Linked DNA regions of Sus scrofa: region 2 is linked to region 1. Evidence: chromatin contacts called from public Hi-C data. All regions are on one chromosome and are shown on one strand. Each heading gives the region's core, a stretch centred on a gene start, on an enhancer-like site or on the middle of the called end of the contact. The rest is flanking DNA. Distances are from core to core; before and after follow the strand shown. Region 1 overlaps POU6F2 (POU domain, class 6, transcription factor 2). Region 2 overlaps POU6F2 (POU domain, class 6, transcription factor 2).

Region 1 (2,700 bases), core at 178-2,677:
AGAACTAAACATCTGTCGCCCAATGGCCAGTTTCTCAAGGACTTTGAAACAAAGCTGTTCATATCAATGGGGGGCTTAGCGCTTATGTAGATTCTGTCATTACAGGGGAGAGGGGCTGCGTCACTGGCATCAGCCAGGGAGGGTACGCTGTGCTCTCCTCTCTCATTAAAACAGAGTCCTGTAGGACGTTCACACGCCACTAGGCCTAATCTCGCTGGGGGAAGACAGGTGCAAAGTGGGCGTAGCCACAGCGGTTCGTCCGTCCGTACTTCCCAGGCGACTCCTGGGAGTCCCAGCGAGTGCAGAGAAGGAGCAAGAGAAAGAGAAGAGGGTTCCAGCCTCTGTGGAGTTCGCTGCCTGCAGGCGGCTGGGGCCCAGCCTTACCAAGGAGACACGATGCGAGGAAAATACCAGGTCGAGGGTAGTCAGGACTGACCGCGGGGCACCCGCACTGGAATTTACAGCGGAGGCGAGGTGACGGGGAGGGTACATCTGTCTGGGATGTCTCTGGGACATGTCACTGGGAGGGCCCCGCCCAGCGGGCAGCTTTTAGAGAATACTCTGGTCGGTGGCAGCCGGGTGTGGGCGGGCACCGCTGCAGCGAGGCAAGCGGGGCTGTGGGGCCCTCGAGGGTTTGAGTAGCAGGAGGAGGGAGCTTGTGCTGGGAGTGGGGACTTTCGTTTAGGACATTGAGAATCTACGTCCATGGGCAGGGGCCGAGGGTGGCTATAAAACTGATTTGGCTGCTTTTTCTCCCCAAATTCACCCCAGAAAGCTGGCATCACTCTGTTAATGAGGATTTGTTTGGGTTCTGCCTGGTGGGTGATACCTTCTGGATTTTTTTTTTTTTTTTTTTTTGGCTGCACTGTTCCCAGGCTAGGGGTAGACCCTGAGCTGCAGCTGCCAGCCTGCACCACAGCTACAGCAATGCCACATCTGAGACGCTTCTGCCACCTACACCACAGCTCACAGCAACTCTGGATCCTTAACCCCTTGAGCAAGGCCAGGGATTGAACCCGAGTCCTCATGGACACTAGTTGGGTTCGTTACTGCTGAGCCGCAGTGGGAACTCCTGCCCTCTGGATCTTAATTCCCACCAGCAGAGCAGTCTGGGGCAGCTTGGAGGGTTTGCTAAGGATTCTGGGAAGTCACCTCCACGCACAGAGCAGCTCTGAGCCCCTTCTCCATTTCTTCATTTAAAAATTCCTGGAGTAGAAGTTGCAGATGAGCAGCTTGCAGAGAACACTCAGCTTTTCGAGTGCTTCAGTCTGGGAGAATTACTTGCCAACATTAAACCCTGGGAAATTTCCGGAGGACATTTGGGTTTCCTGTTTTGAAAGGCTAGAAGATTTGGCGGCCAGGGCCGCGTCTGCGCTTGGGCCCCGTCAGTGGGAAGTGGTCCCGGCTGCGCCTTCAGCTCCTCCTCCTCCTCCTCCTCCTCCTCCCCTCCCCTGCAGCCTCCTCAGTCCTGCCGCCTTGCCGAGCCCTTTCTGCTGATCCTGCCCGTGGAGCGTGCACCCCCCAGGGGGCGGGAGTGGGTTCGGAGGTGGCGGTAGGGAGGTGGAAACGCCTTCGGGCAGTGGTGGTTGTCTTCTGAAAGGGCAGGACGAGCACAAACGGGCCGACCCCGTGCTGGGACCGATGGGACCGCTTCCTGGGGCGGGGGCGGGCAACTCCGAAGAGCCCAAACGGGCTCCTTGTTGTGGGAGAAGGTCCTAAGGAGAGAGCAGCCCGGAAGCTCCGCTGTAGAACAGAGCGGGACACGTGGCACAGGACAGCGCAGGTAGGGGGCCTGGCCACTGTCCAAGAGAGAATGAGGACCCGGCCGGCCTGCGGCTTCAAAACCAAGAGTGGGAAGTGGAAGCCGGGGCATTTCCTTGTCACGGATGGTTTTTAGGACAGTGGTTTTCTTAGTGCAGGAGGTCTTGGAGTCACCGATGGGGCCTGGGAGGGCTGTTTTTAACAAGCACCGCAGGCCATTCCGATGCCTGTGGGGGAACCCCTGACCCCCCAGACAGGAGCTTTCTCTGTGGCTCTGGTCTGGTGGAGTTGGGGCGTGGCCTCCTTTGACCCTTCATTATCCACAGACCCTACCCGCTGTGTAGGCAGCTCTGCAGGCACCTTGGCTTTGCCCTCCCTCCACCGATCCCGTGATTTATGGCAAGTGGCAAGAGTCTGGGGGTCAGTGGGCTGGGGTGGCCAGTGGAATCTGGAGTTGGGGGGGAGGGTTTTTCTCTGAGCAGAACTAAGCAGGTCCTGTGGGGGGTACATTCGTTGCCTTGTGTCGGCCCCACCTCTAGACGAACATGAACTTGAGTTAGGCTGGAAGGACCTGCGAGGTCTGCTCTACTCCAGTCCTAATTTGGCAAAATGCAGAAGCCGGCGGGTTAGGCCTTGGGATGCAGCTTTGGGTGAGTCCATTCTATTTCTATCTTCCCTTCCCTGGCTGCCTTTATTGTTGTCTCCTTACTAGTTCCTCGAGACTAGCAGCTAAATCCATGTGTGTGATTTGTGCAGGATGCTTTTGGCCAGATCACTAATAATAACCAGAGTTGAAAAGAAAGCTGTGGGAGTTCCTGTCGTGGCGCAGCAGAAATGAATCTGACTAGGAACCATGAGGTTTCAGGCTCGATCCCTGGCCTCGCTCAGTGGGCTGAGGATCCAGCGTTGCTGTGAGCTGTTGTGTAGGTCACAGACTTG
Region 2 (2,700 bases), core at 6-2,505, 380 kb after region 1:
CTGTCCAAGTCGCTTTCTGTCCATAGGGTTTTGTTTTTGTTTTTGTTTTGTTAAGCTTATCTTTTTAACTGAATGAATGGCTTCCTTAATAAAGCAGTCTATGCAACGATGCTGTGCTTCTTTCAAGTTCAGACGCACGATTAACCTGAGCTCAAGCAGTTTTCTGTCTAATAAATGCACACACATCCATACTGAGATGTGAGGGTGTGTGTATATATATTTAAGTACATATACATCAGGTAAACATATATATATGCACAGGTTAGTATGTCATATATGTGCATACCTAACACACAGATTCAGTCTTATAAGCTTATGGATACCAGAAAACAATTAAAAGCACGTGCTTCAGGAGCAACTGTTCTGAAAGCCTCCTGTCATTCTATCCCGTAAGCGCCCCTCCAGCGGGGACATCTACCCTCCATCCGTCAGTCACGCGCCTCCCCAGCCTGCTCCCCTTCTGATTAGAGATCACAGTTGCCTGAGTTGGCTTACAGAGTGTCATCTGTTTGAATGACAGATGTCTTTGCTGGAGTGGCACTCCGCTTGTTCCTGTTTTGTTTATGAAACAAAGATTTCTAACAGGATCGGGCTGCCTCCACACTTAGGACGAGGCTATAAACTCTGGCCAGAGGGGAGAGGCAAAGGGGAGGGGCGCCAAGGACCTATTTTCTGTCCTCCTCTCCCCCCTCCCCCGTTTAAAAGAAGAGATAGCCATTCTGACTGCGATTATGAAATGTTTGTTCTTCGAGCACTTCCCGTAGCCACCTTTGTTTACCTGGCAGCGGACGCCGGTATTGATATTTTTCAGTTCCCCTCTCTGGTCTTTTGACTACAGATAATAACTCTTTACTCTCCTTCCCCTTAACAAAAGGCTGCGAAGCAACCCGAAACTGAGTCGATATTTATTCAATAAACGTTAACCAGTTCTCACAATGGAACTGATTTCCTGATGATACTACCATCTTCTTCTTCTTTTTCCCCCCAAATGATTTCTCGCCTGCGGACTCAAGCGAAATCTGACCAGTCCAAAGGCGCAGGAGGAAGTTCCTTGTTGGGAAAAGTTTGGAGGACACCCTCCCGGCCAGTGGGCCTCCGCCTGGGGGTGGGGGGGGTGGGCACCCAAGATGCCAAGGTCCTCTTTGGGTACTTGGAAGAAACTCGCACGAACAGCCCTGGGGTGGGGGGGGAGGGGGGTGCGGGTGCTCTTCTAGGCAACACGGTAGGAGCGAAATGAAACACCTAGACGGACTCACCCAAGAGCTTGCTGGGAGTGTCCTCGCTGTCATTGGATTCCACCGGCGCAAGCAGGGGCTCATTCAGCTCGCTGTCTGAAGTAGCAGCCTTGTCCTCACCTCCCAACTCTGCATTCATTTCACTCCGCACTGACAGCAAGGGCTTGCTGACTTGTCCAGCTATCATTGGATCCTAGGATGGGGAAAAGCGGGAAGGGAGGAAGACGAAGTGGCCGCTTTAGTGTGAGCGTGTCCTCGCTCCTCTCTCCCTCTCTCTCCCCACACACACCCTCTTCCTCTCTCCCTCTCTCTTATCTCTGCCTGCTCCCGCTGTTAGTGCTGGCTGCAGTCAAGTGAAGAGCTATTACAGAGCCGAGGAGTTCTCCATTACTCCCTCCCTATTAAAGCTCAACTAGCATGTGAGAGATGCAGGAGGCTTCCGAGAGAGGAGGGAAAAAAAAAAAAAACAAACTTCTTTGAAAGCAACCTAACCAACGCAGCTTTAATTGTGGGACGTGCTTTTGTGTGACTGTTTTTACACCTTGCGCCTCTTCAACGCAGTAAGGGGGGGGGGGAGAGAAAGAAAAAGAAAGGAAAGGAAGAAAGTGCGGGGTTGGTACTTTGGCCACAGACTCAAAAGGAAGGAGCACCCTACGGAGGAGCCAGGGGCTATTTTAGGAAGCCCTCTCCCTGGGGGAGAAGCAATTAAACCCGATCCCAGAGCAGAGAAAAGAGAGAGGGAGAAAGAGGCCCTCCGGAGGCTTTCGCTGGAATGAAAGAGACGTCTTATGTAAATGCCACCAGCGCCGCCGAAGTTGACTCCGCTGGTCCCAGATCCGACGGAAGCTGACCCCACCTCCGAAGAACATCTGAAAGCGAACCATACACGACAAAAAGACATGAACACGGGTTGACATTTTTTTAAAGGAATCGGAAAAATACTTACAAACTGTGTTCAATAGCTCGGATACCCAGAGCATCATACGCCCAGAGCATGAAAGAAAACAAAAAGCACCTCCGAAAAGGCAAACTTGACACCCCCCCAATAATGTAAATCTGCTTGATCTTCAGCTCATTAGGAAGGCATTTTAGGATCAGCAATGTTCTCCAAGTGTAGCCCTTTATTCCACTTGCCAACTAAGACGCATGATACTGTTGTGGCACAGATATCGGAGGCAGAGGGAAAGAAAAGCCAGAAGCGCCCTTTTTGCGTGATCTGGGAGCTATTTATTGCCAAGTTCATGCCTAAATGGTTCCTGAGCAGGAAACAGGTGACCAGCGCAGGAGCAGGTGTGGCGCAGATCCCCTGTCCCATCATGACATTGGTTGCGGTATGCCTGTGGTGATGGTTTTTTTTTTAATGTATTCATGCCTGAAAAGTGAATTTGATATGACACATGATAATCTATGAAAATGTTAATCAATACAAATAGTTTAAGCTGTCATCAAATGCACTTCTTTAGTC

What was found. A called contact is a pair of places that touch in the nucleus more often than the background predicts.
Region 2: a contact with region 1 is called in a Hi-C map of liver, with 3 times the contacts expected there. The contact joins two enhancer-like sites. A contact is called at or near these places in 1 of 5 promoter capture datasets (liver) and 9 of 47 Hi-C or Micro-C datasets (brain, embryonic fibroblasts, fetal liver and 5 more).

The regions. Positions count from the first base shown.
Region 1 is chr18:54,754,499-54,757,198 of Sscrofa11.1, forward strand. All of the region lies in intron 8 of POU6F2 (POU domain, class 6, transcription factor 2), which reads right to left. Among named protein-coding and RNA genes, the nearest start is that of YAE1D1, 93 kb to the left of the region's middle. Within about 2 kb of position 1,428, at least 13 of the 83 cell types and tissues checked have an H3K27ac peak or open chromatin away from gene starts, as enhancers often do. A contact at or near this core is called in liver, where this site is marked.
Region 2 is chr18:55,137,801-55,140,500 of Sscrofa11.1, forward strand. It overlaps POU6F2 (POU domain, class 6, transcription factor 2), which reads right to left. Exons shown (of 10, transcript XM_021079083.1): 2 at 1,257-1,428. Among named protein-coding and RNA genes, the nearest start is that of POU6F2, 92 kb to the right of the region's middle. Within about 2 kb of position 1,256, at least 2 of the 83 cell types and tissues checked have an H3K27ac peak or open chromatin away from gene starts, as enhancers often do. A contact at or near this core is called in liver, where this site is marked.